Linked DNA regions of Zea mays: region 1 is linked to region 2. A link is a contact called in public Hi-C data. All regions are on one chromosome and are shown on one strand. Each heading gives the region's core, a stretch centred on a gene start, on an enhancer-like site or on the middle of the called end of the contact. The rest is flanking DNA. Distances are from core to core; before and after follow the strand shown. Region 1 holds the start of LOC103629538 (probable LRR receptor-like serine/threonine-protein kinase At1g56130). Region 2 holds the start of LOC100279788.

Region 1 (3,717 bases), core at 819-3,318, 250 kb before region 2:
CTATATACACAAAGGTCGAGGACGTAGGATATTTGTTCTTTGAAATTGGTAGACTAATATCAGATTTTTTTCAAACTTACTTAGTAATTTCAGGCTATGTCTGAGATAGACAACGACTGAACAACAAGAACAAAGACCTGTAGTCCAAATTAAGTTGGTGTAGGCTAGACTCGATTTGAAATAGAGAATACAGAAATAAGCATACATTTCTTAGATATAAAAAACACTTATTGTATTCAGCTATGTCATAAGTTGTTATGCATGCATGCTAGGGCCATAGTATTGAACAATTGTAGCCCAATTAAATTGGAAAATTAAACCATCTGTAAGCAGTAGATTAAATTAATGGCATCCAACAATAACAGGTTCATATTTAGGGGAACAAGTTCGGTTATCACCATGTTTCCAGTTTGGAAAGATTAATAACTTCCGGGGGTATCGAACCACTCAAGTTGTTATTACTTAAATCCCTGCAGAAAGAGATAGGAGATGACTTATAATCATGCTGAGATTCCTATTCTCACAAGAACATGTATATTCCATATTGATAATCAGGGGCAAGGGGGGAAAGGGATATAGGTGATGCTAATTGCTAAAGCATGTAGAGCAAGCTTAAAATGGAAACCTGCAGTTCAAAATATATGTGATCCTAGGAAGTGAATTTGGTCAGTAAATGCTGCTCATTTTTTTCAAGGCAACACTTTCCATAAAATGCCCCTATTAATTGCTTCTCTGTAGAATGGCAGTGGTGTTAGAGGAGACTGTTAGGGAGTCTATGATATAAGGTAATTCATAGGAGCAAAGTATGTGAAAGCCTAAGAAGTTCAATCCTTATTCCATGTGAATGGCTAAAATGACAACAAAATAGGATCGGAGGGAGTGACCATAAATAAACATTCTAGCATATAAACTAATAGTTCTAGTCTTACTCTTGAAGAAATATTGAACTGTGGCGTGCTCTGAATTCTGAAGAAGTTAATTGTGGTGCAATGGCAACTCGAGGAGAAAGTAGTCAATAGATTAGAAGTGCACCTAAAATGGGGGTATGAATGAGAATTTCTCTTGAAAAACTCATTTTAATCTAACATCCCAACTCCCTAAACAGATGCATTCTATTACTCCCTAGAGTTTGCAATTGTGCAGCATCAACCATCAATTCCAAAAACTCACAGAGAGACCAGTTCTGTCAAATTGAATAGCTCCCGCGGGATCGCCGAGATGTTCCCGTGCCCACTCACATTTCTGCATCAATAATATATTCCAGACCCACACATCAATCACATGCTCACAGAAGCGTCCGTAACAAAGGGGGGTAAACGGGAGTAACCGAGTAAGAGTGAAGAAGACGCACAGGCTTGTGATGCGGCACACCCTTGAGGGGAGGCAGTTGCATTCGACGGACGCGTTTATTCCGGACGACTCTGACCAGACGCCCTTCCTGCACGGGTCCTCCATCGCCGCGCCGCCCTCCAGTCTCCACTGCCGGAACACAGCGTGCAGAGCATCCGCTGCAGGAACACGAGATCCACGATTTACTAGCTGCCAACTATTTCGTCGCCATTACACAACTTCAGATGCCACAGAAGGAGCGAGAGATCGATACCGTCGGATGGATCGGTGGACAGCGGGAACGGCTGTTGACCCTGCGCCGCGTCCATGGTGAGAAGCACGAGGACTAGGAGAAAAACAGCGACGAAAGTGGGAGCGGAACGAGCCATGGGGACCGGCGTGGGGCGCGGCGGCCGCAGACAGGAGTTGACTTGTGCGCGCAGCAGGAGGTGGGAGGAGCACAGCATTGGGTTGCTGGCTTGCTGCTGGTGGTACTTGCTAACGGAGCGGGATTTGACCACGTGATCATGTGCGACCGCGAAGACGAGGTCGTGAGGGTGCAGGCAGGGTTGACCGCGATAGCGTCGGGAGGATCCGGTCGGCGGCGCCCGCGAAGACGAGGTCGTGACTCGTGAGGGCCTGAGGGGCGCAGGTGGAGTTGACGCGACCGCGTTGGGGGTGGAGTGGGGAAATCCGATCGACGGACGGGAGATGCGGTGCGGCGGTCTCGTCCGGCGTCGCAACAACCAACAAATTTACTTTTCGTGACTATTCTAAGGCCCCTTTGGTTCTATTAGTAGTTTAGTACTGTGACTAATGTCCAAGGACTAAATTTTAGTTCTTATCATGTTTGGTTATATAGACTAAATGAAAGGAAATTAGGCTTACACCTAGTCCCTAATTAATTTTGGTGGTTGAATTGCCCAACACAAACATTTGGACTAACTAAGTTTGCCCAAGTGTATGGATTATACAGGTGTAAAAGGTTCACACTCAGCCAATAAAAAGACCAAGTTTTGGATTCAACAAAGGAGCAAATTGGGAACCGAAGGCCCTCTGGTCTGGGAGCACCGGACTGTCCGGTGTACACCGGACAGTGTCCGGTGCACCACCGGACAGTGTCCGGTGCACCAGAGGACTCCAACTAGAACTCGCTACCTTCGGGAATTTCCAGAGGCACTCACGCTATAATTCACCGGACTGTCCGGTGTACACCGGACAGTGTCCGGTGCGCCAAGGAAGAGCGGCCTCCGGAACTCGCCAGCTTCGGGAAACGCCAACGGCTAGTCCGCTATAATTCACCGGACTGTCCGGTGTGCACCGGACTGTCCGGTGCAACTCCGGAGCAACGGCTATCTCCGCGCCAACGGCTACCTGCGGCGCATTAAATGCGCGCGCAGCGCGCGCAGAAGTCAGGCGCGCCCATACTGGCACACCGGACAAGGAACAGTGCATGTCCGGTGTGCACCGGACACCCAGGCGGGCCCACAAGTCAGAAGCTCCAACGGTCAGAATCCAACGGCAGTGATGACGTGGCAGGGGGCATCGGACTGTCCGGTGTGCACCGGACTGTCCGGTGCGCCATTGAGCAGACAGCCTTCCAACGGCCACATTTGGTGGTTGGGGCTATAAATACCCCAACCACCCCACCATTCATTGCATCCAAGTTTTTCCACTTCCCAACTACTACAAAAGCTCTAGCATTCAATTCTAGACACACCAAAGAGATCGAATCCTCTCTAAATTCCACACAACGCCATAGTGACTAGAAAGAGTGATTTGCTTGTGTTCTTTCGAGCTCTTGCGCTTGGATTGCTTTCTTCCTTCTTGATTATTTCATTGCGATCAAACTCACTTGTAATTGAGGCAAGAGACACCAATCTTGTGGTGGTCCTTGTGGGAACTTTGTGTTCCAAGTGATTGAGAAGAGAAAGCTCACTCGATCCGTGGATCGTTTGAGAGAGGGAAGGGTTGAAAGAGACCCGGCCTTTGTGGCCTCCTCAACGGGGAGTAGGTTTGCAAGAACCGAACCTCGGTAAAACAAATCCGCGTGTCACACTCTTTGTTTGCTTGCGATTTGTTTTGCACCCTCTCTCGCGGACTCGTTTTATATTTCTAACGCTAACCCGGCTTGTAGTTGTGTTTACATTTGTAAATTTCAGTTTCGCCCTATTCACCCCCCCCCTCTAGGCAACTTTCAATTGGTATCAGAGCCCGGTGCTTCATTAGAGCCTAACCGCTCGAAGTGATGTCGAGAGATCACGCCAAGAAGGAGATGGAGACCGGCGAAAAGCCCACTACAAGCCACGGGAGCACTTCATCGGAAGAGTCCCGCACCAAGAGGAGGGAGAAGAAGAAGAGCTCCTCCAACAAAGGGAAGGAGAAGAA
Region 2 (3,606 bases), core at 153-2,652:
TCTTTAATGACTGCCAAAGAGTGGCCACATGTATATGCAACTTGACCATGAGCTTTGTATAGTAGAAGAAATGGTTACAATATGGTTTGAGATGATCATGTGTATTGGTGACCGGTACAGCTTGTGCCACATGATCTAATGTGTACAAACATTGTTCCTATACTATAATAATAAATGTAGATATTGAGTACTCTATTGATAGGGTGCCCGTAAGGGTGTCTCCTGTTCTAGTATATATTATAACCACGTTCTATCCATGCAATTCAAGGATTCTATCTGTTGGTGTCGAAGTGATGTGATGTCATAGTTTTTTTTCCTTTTCTTTTCCGGCGGCTTCTCTCATCCGTTCCAAGTTCCGAGGTTGATTGGCAACAGGAGTAGTGGTCAGGGCTCAGGGGGCGCTCAGATCTCGATCTGGACCTCGTCCACACGTACACGCGTGGCTAGTAGCAATGCAGCCGATGCACATACACACATCACATTTTTGCGACAGAACGCAAGCAGCCAGTCCACCACCCGTCCACGCCTTGCGCGGTCCTGACTGCAGCTACGATGATCTCCAAAACCCGACACCTGAAAGCTTCAACGAATTTCATCCACCCCCATCTCCACCGGCACAAGCGACGACGTTCCACAGAAATCGCCATCGGCCCCGGCCACCATTTTCCCACTTTTTGCCCGGTGCCTCCCCAAGCATTCCTTCGCTTTTTTTTTTTTTTTTTTTTTGCCTTACTCGCACGAGGGACCGAGGACGAGGAGGAGAGAACAAGAGCGCAAAGCTGGTGCTTATCCCAGCCGGCCCGGGTGCCTTGCAGCACGCACCTTTTTTTTCGCGAGAAAACGGCCTTCTAACTGCAGCATCGCCAGGTTCTAAAAGCTGAGTGGAAGTGGAAGCCCAAATGCGTGATGGAAAAAAACGCAGTACCAACCTTGCCCAGAGATCGCAATCTTTGTTCCTTCCTTCTTTTCTCACTTTGATGCCAGACAGAGAATCCGGCTTCCTTGACATGAAAAACACTGCTATGTATGTGGATTCTACATTTTCGTTTTTTTAAGGACTATTTTATTGATACAAAATTTTGTTATTAGGTCTAGAAATGTCGCAAGCTGATATGTATAGTACAAAGGATTTGGATTTGGTTTTGGTTTTGGTTTTGGTTTTGGTTTTGATCGGTGGTACTCAAAAGTCAAGGTTTGGTTTAGTGCGAAACGTCGATAGAAAAAGAACGAGATTTACCTTTGCAGGTGCAGCTCGCAAAAGAAGAGCCACGTATGCCCTGCTGCTTTTGTAGCTTTGGTTTGGTTGCTTGCTGTGGCCGTGTGTTTGTGTCTCCCCCAATTGCATATAAGCATGGGCTCCTCACGCTTCACAAGCCTTTGCTCTTGGCCTTTCCCTCATCGCCTAATGTCTTGGACCCTTGCCCCGCCTCCTGCAAGTTGCAGGCAACCGAGAAGCTACCACTACTAGCTGCTCAGGCTCTGCCCAGCTCAAAAGGCGTTCAGGTTTAGTGCACGAAATGAGCAGCGCGCTGCCCGCGGCAGATCGGGCGACAGGGAGAAGGAGGAGGGAGAGATGTTGCTGCTAGGATTAGCCACGGGCTGCTGCGTCCTCGCCGTCGCCGGGGAAGCCGAGAAGCAGGACGGCGGCGGGGCGTCCTCCGGGGGCGGTCATGGTCTTGGTTCCAAGATTAGCCCCGCCGTGCTGTTCGCCGTGGTGATAGCGGCCGTGGTGCTGTTCGTCTCCTGCCTGCTGCATCTCTTGGTCAGGCTCTTGCTCAGGCGCGGCCGTGCCCGTGCCCGTGCGCGCGCGCCGGCCGAGGCCGGTGCCGGTGCCGGCGGTGGGGCGGACGCGGCGGGCGGCGGCGGGGAGGAGTCCGCGTTGCAGAGGCAGCTGCAGCAGCTGTTCCACCTGCACGACGCCGGGCTGGACCAGGACGTCATCGACGCGCTCCCGGTGTTCCTGTACCGGGAGGTGGTCGGCGCCGGCGCCGGCGCCAAGGAGCCGTTCGACTGCGCGGTCTGCCTGTGCGAGTTCGCCGGCGAGGACCGGCTGCGGCTGCTGCCGCTGTGCGGGCACGCGTTCCACATCGGCTGCATCGACACCTGGCTGCTCTCCAACTCCACGTGCCCGCTGTGCCGGTGCGCGCTCGGCGCCGACGCTGCCGCGCTGTTCGACGAGGAAGGCATGTGGGAGCACGAGGACGCCGTGCTCCCCGTGCGCCTCGGCAAGTTCAAGAACCTGGCCAGGGCGGCGCCTGGCCCCGTGCGCGCCGGCGCCGGCATTGTGACCAGGGAGGCCGGCGAGACGAGCAGCAGCAGCCTGGACGCCAGGCGGTGCTACTCCATGGGCTCCTACCAGTACGTCCTCGCCGAGGCGAGCCTCCAGGTGTCCGTCCACAGGAGGCACGGCGACGGCCATGGCAGGGGCGGGGCGGGGCTCAGAGGCGTCGGCGTGGGCTCCAACCGCGCCGGCGCCACAGAGGGGAAGAGGATCGGCGCGGGCAGCAAAGGCGACAGCTTCTCGGTGTCCAAGATTTGGCAGTGGCCGCGGAACGGCAAGGAGAAGCTTCCCGTGCTCGCGTCCGATGACTCGCCGGCCATGAACGGCAGGCTGCCGTGGCAGAGGCCAAGTCCCGGGGATTCGTGAATCGTGTCGTGACACAAAGAAAGCGTGTGTGGTGGTGCGTGCTCCAAACTTGTATTGAGCTTGTCTGCTCGCCCTTTTAACCGCTGATGATGAATTGGTTCATAGGCATTCGTTGTTTATCTTATCTTACTAGTAATAATAAATCTCATTTGCTTGCTTGCTTGCTTGTGGTGGTGGTGATCCTGGCTTTCTAGGTGCATGAGGAAGATGAAACTTGTGTGTTCAACAGAGCATCCCAATCTGGAATTAGCCATTCCATCATTTGCCATTCGCCAGCGTCTTTGCTGACAATATTATACAGACAAAAATGAACTTGGGGAAGTGATAAGTGTTACTACAAGCCAAGGTTAGTACAGAGACGAAATTGCCCTCGCAAACTCGAGGTACCAATCCGTGCTCCGCGTTATTTTTTGTCTTCTAGGTCACACTCTTAAATTTTATTTCGCGAGGGCACTGTTTCGCACCAGTATTCGTTTTAATGGCGGATTATTGTTTTGACAACAAGTACTGTTGCTCAATGCTCAAGCCATCACAAGGACTTGTGAACAAGAAGGGACCGTACACTTGCAGGCCCTTCTCTGGAAATAGAGGAGGAAGGAAGGAAATTTACAGCACAGGACTCGTTCCAGTTCCAGCCCAACCACTCCATTTTCCCAGAGCCATGGAAGTTAGTAAGCGCCGAAAATTAGGTCACCGTAATGACGAATGAAAGCAGCTTTAATAGGATTGACTGACGCTGCAGCCTGTGCAAGTAGTAATGTGATGTTACAGGAGAGCTTTTTTTTCATGACTGGCTGCCGGCTGGTTTCCGTGAATTGTTCGCGGATTCTGCAGGCGACCTACACCAACAGTAAAAGCTACAGAGATCTGGTTAGGAAACCGGCTGCAGGAACGGGTAAAAAAAATTAAGAAAAAACTTAATCAGACACGTCCAGGGTTTGCTACTTGGACTGTAGCGT

Evidence for each region. A called contact is a pair of places that touch in the nucleus more often than the background predicts.
Region 1: a contact with region 2 is called in a Hi-C map of root tip, with 3 times the contacts expected there. The contact joins the promoter of LOC103629538 here to the promoter of LOC100279788 in region 2. A contact is called at or near these places in 4 of 25 Hi-C or Micro-C datasets (bundle sheath, leaf and root tip).

What each region holds. Positions count from the first base shown.
Region 1 is chr6:90,517,276-90,520,992 of Zm-B73-REFERENCE-NAM-5.0, reverse strand. It overlaps LOC103629538 (probable LRR receptor-like serine/threonine-protein kinase At1g56130), which reads right to left and starts at 2,068. Exons shown (of 17, transcript XM_008650632.2): 1 at 1,604-2,068; 2 at 1,352-1,508; 3 at 1,171-1,242; 4 at 399-470. The coding sequence starts at 1,796.
Region 2 is chr6:90,266,551-90,270,156 of Zm-B73-REFERENCE-NAM-5.0, reverse strand. It overlaps LOC100279788, which reads left to right and starts at 1,402. Exons shown (of 1, transcript NM_001152746.2): 1 at 1,402-2,754. The coding sequence starts at 1,574. The coding sequence ends at 2,647.